Regions from separate parts of the Zea mays genome. Here region 2 is linked to region 1. Evidence: chromatin contacts called from public Hi-C data. All regions are on one chromosome and are shown on one strand. The core of a region is the stretch at or near the end of the contact, and the rest is flanking DNA. Distances in the headings are between cores, read along the strand shown.

The links. Hi-C and Micro-C count contacts between places; a contact is called where the count stands out from the background.
Region 2: a contact with region 1 is called in a Hi-C map of leaf, with 7 times the contacts expected there. The contact joins the promoter of LOC100272699 here to the promoter of LOC100273495 in region 1. A contact is called at or near these places in 4 of 25 Hi-C or Micro-C datasets (bundle sheath, ear, leaf and 1 more).

What each region holds. Positions count from the first base shown.
Region 1 is chr1:282,344,783-282,348,405 of Zm-B73-REFERENCE-NAM-5.0, reverse strand. It overlaps LOC100273495 (ATP-dependent RNA helicase SUV3, mitochondrial), which reads left to right and starts at 1,605. Exons shown (of 17, transcript XM_008667183.4): 1 at 1,605-1,921; 2 at 2,648-2,765; 3 at 3,223-3,344; 4 at 3,418-3,608. The coding sequence starts at 1,855. It overlaps LOC100282904, which reads right to left and starts at 1,462. Exons shown (of 4, transcript NM_001371887.1): 1 at 1,133-1,462; 2 at 718-899; 3 at 439-634. The coding sequence starts at 1,261.
Region 2 is chr1:282,629,586-282,632,815 of Zm-B73-REFERENCE-NAM-5.0, reverse strand. LOC100272699 (Acyl-CoA N-acyltransferase with RING/FYVE/PHD-type zinc finger protein) reads right to left here and starts at 1,566. Exons shown (of 11, transcript NM_001360101.1): 1 at 1,283-1,566; 2 at 979-1,091; 3 at 1-643. The coding sequence starts at 993.

The sequences.
Region 1 (3,623 bases), core at 356-2,855:
TTACAAGGATACACTTCGGCAATCAACGCAAATTATAGAATTAAATTAACAAAATTCTACCAAGAGAAATATTCTCCTTTGGAACGCAGGAATTTTATATGAATGATATAGGAATTTCACAGGAATTAGTTCAAAAACACAGGAAAAACGCAGGATTCAGGAAATTTTCCTTTGTTTCAAAAGAGCCCGTACTGTTGTTTGTATCATTATGGTATGATAAGCATCCATGTTTTGATGTATCTAAAATTCTCCATTGGTTATTAGAGTATAATTGCAATTATGAATTATGATAAAGGAATATACATTGGCAATAGGTAAAGTTAATTTGTCTACCAGGCTCAGTAGGCAAGCCACAAGCATAATGCTTGGAAAGTCCCTTATTTCAGATATCACATATTGCAAACCTGCATTTTTAGCAATAGAAGGAAAATAAGGTACCTCATTGAGCCTCTCGGCATCCTTCATCTTCTCTAGCATCCATCGATCAACCAGATTTTGGTTCTCATCCTCTGCAGCTTTTAGTTTCGTCAATGCTTGTTCAAGCTCGGATTTCACTGTCTGATGCTCTTGAATGAGAAGATCTAAGGCTTTTATTTTTTCGTCAAGCGACTGCTTTAGTTGTACATTCTCTTCGCTGAAGAAGTTTTGCACAAGTGCTAAGTACCATGTTGTCCACAACTGTGACCAAGATTAGCAAAAATAAATCACATTTAATACCTTGTCTTCTCAAGTTCAGCCTGCAAACTTGTAACCATCGCTTCCTTCTCTTTGAGCAGTGCTTTTGATACTTTACCTTCTTCTATCTCAGTCACAAGCTGCTCAGAGAGCCGGGATTGCGCCTTGTAGCATTGCTGCAGCTCTAACTCATGCTTCTCAGCCTTCTCCTTCCACTCCAAAGCCTACAAGGAGTTAACAAAACAACCTCTCCTTCACTAAACACCCAAATTACCGTCCAAAATTCTCGAAAAAAATTCGGGATATCCTGGCGATACAAACAGTTGAAATCAGTAGGCTAAGTAATATGATCAGTGACACACATTCGTTTGCAGACTTCAAAGTACGATCAAACAGGGGAGGAGTAAAGTGCAAGATTGGGAAAAGTAGGGAGAGGAGAATAAGAGATTGGCCTCACGTGGGCGGCGAAGGGACGGGTTAGCGCCTCGATGGCCGGGCTGTGCGCCCCTTCCTCGGCGAGATGCCTCCGTTTCAGCGACCGCAGGGCGCGCCGGATCGCCGCCCTACCAGCCTCGGCCTCGACCATCGTCCTGCACACACCCGGCAACAACAGCAAAGCGACCCCTCGTGTCAGGCAAACAGCAAAGAAGAAATAAACTGCGTTAGCTGCCGAGTTGAAGGATTCCAAACATTCTCCCGTGGATTTCGGCAGCAGCCGTGCGTCCGGTGGCTCCAGTTCTCGGCCAGGGCGCCTCGGTTCCGGTCTTCCTTGAAGACTAGACGAAACTAGAAGAAAGAGGAAGACGAGAGCGGAGGCGGCGTCCGGGCCTGCAAGTGGACTTGGACTCGTGCTAGATAGCGTGGGCCCGTACATGGGCCTTTGGCCCAAGCCCAAAACATGGCCCTTTGGGTCCGATGGTTCGTAAGGAATATTCCGGGCTTGGGGGCCACGCATAGTTTCTTCTCCGCTTCCTCCGCTGCCTCGCTTTCCGGCGAAAGTATCGGCCGCTGCGTCCTCCACACCTACCCCACAGGCGCATTGTTCGGCTGTTTCCGTCTCCCCGAACGGCCGAACCCTGTCGTTTGCCCGGGCGCCTCGCTGTCGTCGAGTCTGAACCGTGCTGCGTCGCGGAGGGAAGTGAGTGACATAGAGATAGGGGAAAAGGAAGATCAGATATAATGGCGGTTGCCGTCCTGTTGCGGCAGAGGGCGCTCTCGTCGCCCCACGCGGTCTCATGCCGAAATGGTTCGTACTGCCTTGAGCGGTTGGATCCTTGGGCGTTGCGTATGATAGCTGGTTGGTTTGTTTGTTCTTTTGGTTGGGGTCGGGTGCCATGTGTTCGGTAGAATGCCAAAACCAAGCGCGCCTACTGCAGACATTACCGAACAGTGGTGGTATAGTCTCTATTCGCAGGTTATCAGTAGCATAACTATGTTGTGTTTCATATCTGATTGCATAAATGAGCAGTTGGAAAAGGCGATACTTTTCCTGCTGGGTTGTGATTGTTGTTTTCTTTTCTCTTTTGATGAATATACCATAGCTCTGGAGAAATTTATAATACTAGGAACAAGAAATTGTGGTCCTAATTATGGTGTATGTATGACATGTATGGAATGGACAGCACAGTGTTGCATCATGGTTATGCTATTGTTTCGTACTTCTTTGTATTGTGCTTGATTTTTTTTTGATGGTAACAGGAGGGGGTGAGGGCTCCTCTACTGGATAGATTAAAGAGCAAAAATTTTATTTACAGACATTATGAAAAAGGATAAAGGAAAAGAGAGAAAGAAAGTAAAAATTACACGCCCAGCTATTTAACCACGCTGGCATGACATTCTGATGTGCTTAAATATTTGCTTTAGTACTTCACCTTGTTCCAGTGTCAAAGCATCTGGTGGTTCTATTCATTAGACATTGTTCTTACATATCTGAATTGTTTTTCTGTCTAACAAAGCTCCATGCTCTGTACAGCTGTATATACTAGTGGCCTTTTTTCCAATTCCGATCTACACTCAAAGGTGAATTCTACTAGTTTGAGATTTTGGAGGACCTACCATAATTCTGGGAAGTTTGATTTGACTGATCTGACGTAAGAATCAATATGTATCCTGTTGACCTGTGTAAAATTCAAGCCTTTTCCATGCATATTCAAATTTGGGTGCATAAATTTCATGCATTTTGTACCATACATTCAACACAATCCATTTCTTTACCCCTAACTAACCTTCCAGTCTGGGATGCTGTGACCCAGCATTATTCACTATAACAAAAAAATGAAGTCCAATTCATAGTTAGTTATTATTACTGGCTTGAATTATGTGTACAGTTCAAAATAACCGGGACCGGGATGCACTTATATTGTAGTTCATTTAGTTCTCCCTAGCAATGATCATGCCTTTTCTTTTATTGGAATGGTCCAATGTCTATGCTGAAAGGGTAATGTGAACCTAAAGGTTTTTTTTCGCATGCTAGCGTGCAGCATACTATCTTCTCATTTATTTTCCCATGTAAACTTCAATTAAGCTGTGTGCTACTTTGGACAACAGGCATCCTCATATGTGGTACCCGAAAGCTCGAGAAAAGAAGCGTAATGTGTTTTTACATGTTGGCCCTACAAATAGTGGGAAAACTTATAGTGCTCTCAAGAGGCTAGAAGCAAGCTCTTCAGGTACTATTTTGACCATCCTGTACTAAAGAACGTACTGTTATCATGGTTGCTGAGTTCTCTTCAAATTTTGTAGGTGTGTACTGTGGACCTCTGAGATTGTTAGCAAGAGAGGTAGCCCAAAGGTTAAACAAAGTTAACGTCCCTTGTAACCTGATTACTGGACAAGAAAGGAATGAAATTGAAGGTGCAAAACATAGCTCAGTGACAGTTGAGATGGCTGATATGACAACTAACTATCAATGTGCTGTTATTGATGAAATTCAGGTACTTAAAGTAACA
Region 2 (3,230 bases), core at 317-2,816, 280 kb before region 1:
GCCCATGTCTCACTTTGTCATCTTGAGCCTCATCAACACTCAAACTGTTCATTCCAGCTCTGGAGTCATTGCACTCTGAAAGAGTTGCAGTAGACATCTTCTCATCTGACTTCATTGTCTTAATATCTGATTCTGCAAGGCTACTTTGCGTGCCTAAACCGTTATCTTGAGAAGAATCTGTTGCAGGAACACTAGGCATTCCCATATTATTCTCAGAACACCTAGCTGACTCTTCCGAGACGTCACTGGAGTCCAAGTTAACCAATTCGTTGGCTTCCTCACCATTGCAAGTAACTTCCATCAGCAGCCTGCTATTACAAGGCTCAGCCTCCACAATAGCCTCACAGCGTTTCCTCTCCAAACTGTCAGTTTTACTAACCTCCACAGCTACCACACAAGCTGCCTCAGCCTCAGCCCGCAGCTTCATTGCGTCGGATCTCAACACCCTTTTTGTCACGTTTCTGTCCTCATCCGCAGAACCCCTGCAGTCCCTCCTTTTCTTCCCAGTCAAGGCAGGCCCTCTGCCAAGATCCTCATCAGCAGAGGACTTGTTTTCCTCCAAGGAAGCAGGAGCCTTTGCCACACCCCCTTCCATTCCTGGTACTGGAGCTCCCTTAGAGCCTTTAAGGCCCATTTCAAGCCCCTACATAAGATGAAAAACCCCATCAGGTGATCAAACTCCACTATTCCTCTCATCTAGAGTTCACGAAATGGTAAGCCATCTAAACAGCGTGGGCTGCACTAAACCCTAGTTTAAACCTACTCCGGCATGATTAAGAAATTCCGGACAATGCAAATATAACGGACAACAAAATGAGCCAAAGTGACTACGTGTAATTCGTTTCCCAGAAAAAGAAAAAAAAAACTAGTCTGAAGCAAAGACTCCGCACCAGCAACCCTACCGAAAAAGGAAGGGAGGAAGCAAGCGAGCAAAAGAAGCATAATTCCTGGGGCAATTTGGGAGAGAAAGCAACTCACAGTGGCGTCGGGCATGGGGGTTCAACCGAACCCCCAAAATATCTGGGAAATTCGGCAGCACGAAGCCCTGTGGCACCAACTGCTTCCGTCCGCCGATCTCCAGCAGCAACCACCTAATCAAACCACCCGAATAGAGGAATAGGTCAGTAAGGCACCACTGGGCGCACCAAACCGAGCCGGAGCGGAGGGAGATTCGGATTCCTTCGCAGAACAAAGAGATAGAGAGAGGGGGGGAAACAACTCCTTGAACAAGGGAATCCATCCACCCCTCCCCAGCAGGAGCCCGGACGGCCTCCGCGCTCACCAGCAGGAAACGGCAGCTACCGGCCGACCTCCGCGCTCCCGGCGGCTGGATCTCCGGCCAGTCGCCGCGGCGGTCCGAGCAGGAAGCGGCGAGTAGTGGGAAGAACTTGGGGAGAAGGGACCGGCGGCCTTGTGCTGTGCTCTCTCGCGTTTTCCTGCGGGTTTTTTTATTTGTTTTTGTTTTTTTGGATCATCCGGCGCTGCGTCCGCGCGCCTGCGGTAACTGACGCGCGGGGTCTGCGCCGCAGCCTCGGCCGTGGATACGCGGCCTGCGCTGCGTGGGGCGGGTTTGGGTCGAGTGTGGTTTGATCTGGTTACCCTGGCGAGGGTTGCGGGGTACGGAGTGGTCAGAGACAGTCACGACTGGTTTTTTTTTGAATGTTTGGGGTTTGCTCGTGTGGACTGACATTTCCCCTCCAATTTTCAGCTCTGCTCGTTGAGTCGCCGCGGCCCGCGCTGCGTGTAGCTTGGAGGAAAAAGATACGGGGAGACAAACAAAGCTGGATTTGAGGCTTGAGGGTTCCCGAGGAACGGCTAGTCGTTTTGATCGATAGTTCAATTCGTGTAAAATAGAGGGACGTGATGTTTGCCATGAGAAATTTAAAATATAGAATAAAATAAGAGATAGGATAGAGAAACTGTTGAAAATAGTCTAACGAATAAAAAGGGAGAAAAGAGTATGCATGAATAGAATGGATGAGTAAAATAAGAATATGTTTATGCGCCACACATTTGGCTTAAAGGTCCACAACAAGAATTAATTTCATAGCACTTGTGCGTAGATAGGTGGTAGGTATCGTTAGAGCAGATTTAATAATACAATCGACTGTTGGCTTCAAGAATCTTTGCAGTTTATACTATTTAGCATATCTATATAGTAGTTAGCTCTTCATTATTAGTGTAAGACATCACTTGTCTCTCTCACAAAGCTCCTTAGTTATTGTGTCTAAGCCGGCTTATATCAACTAGCTCAACGATCAAAACCTCACTCATGTGTTTTAGTTAATGGCTTTCTGCAGCGCGGTCTACATGGTTACTTGTAGAAAAGATTACATAAGGAAATAATACTCTTGGACGTACTACTATTACATGAATTGATGATGTTCCTCCAATTGTTGTATGTATGAAGCTATATATGCTAAAATTATTAAGTTTGTAAGAGGAGAAAGCACAACGCTATCGAAAGATGTGGCTGGAGGAACGAAGAAGCGACGGAGAAGGAAGGCTTTTCTTCCTTGATCGAGCGTTGTGTTAAATCAATAAAAACCTTATATCTCACTTAATGGTATAAGATGATATTTTAAGTGTGTGATTCTTGAGTAATCAATTGCACCTAGATCAATATGCACCTTTGGATATTTCATTGTTTTCTAGACGCAATGTTGGTTATATCACTAGTAAGCAATCACAATTATATCGTCCCTCTTTATCATCGCTAACTACGCACATTACTTTTATCATTGTTTCATGGTTTAGTGATTAACAATCTATTTGGTTTTGCTCATGTTTTATAACTTGTAGGCCACATGGGTTGCATTTCTAGTCTACTTTGGTGTCTAGTGGTTCATAATGAGTGACGTAACATATGTATGCGTGAGTGAGTGAAGAATTATGTTATTCATTGCATGTCTCATGATGGCTTAATGGTCCTCAACCAACTCACTAAAAAACAATTATGTATATAGGGAACATGTATATAGGTAGACAACAAATATTGTATGTTACTCGTAACAACTATCTCAACAATATTAGGCGGCTCACTTAGCTTATGTATTTTAGTTAAAAAGTTTTTGTGGTATTATGTGCAATAATGGGTAAATCATAAATGATGGTGTCACATGTTAGTCGTTAGTTGTATAAATAACGCTTTTTGGATGTACTATTACATGAACTAATAGTGTTAATAGAATTGATATATATATATATATATATATAATTGTATATGTAGA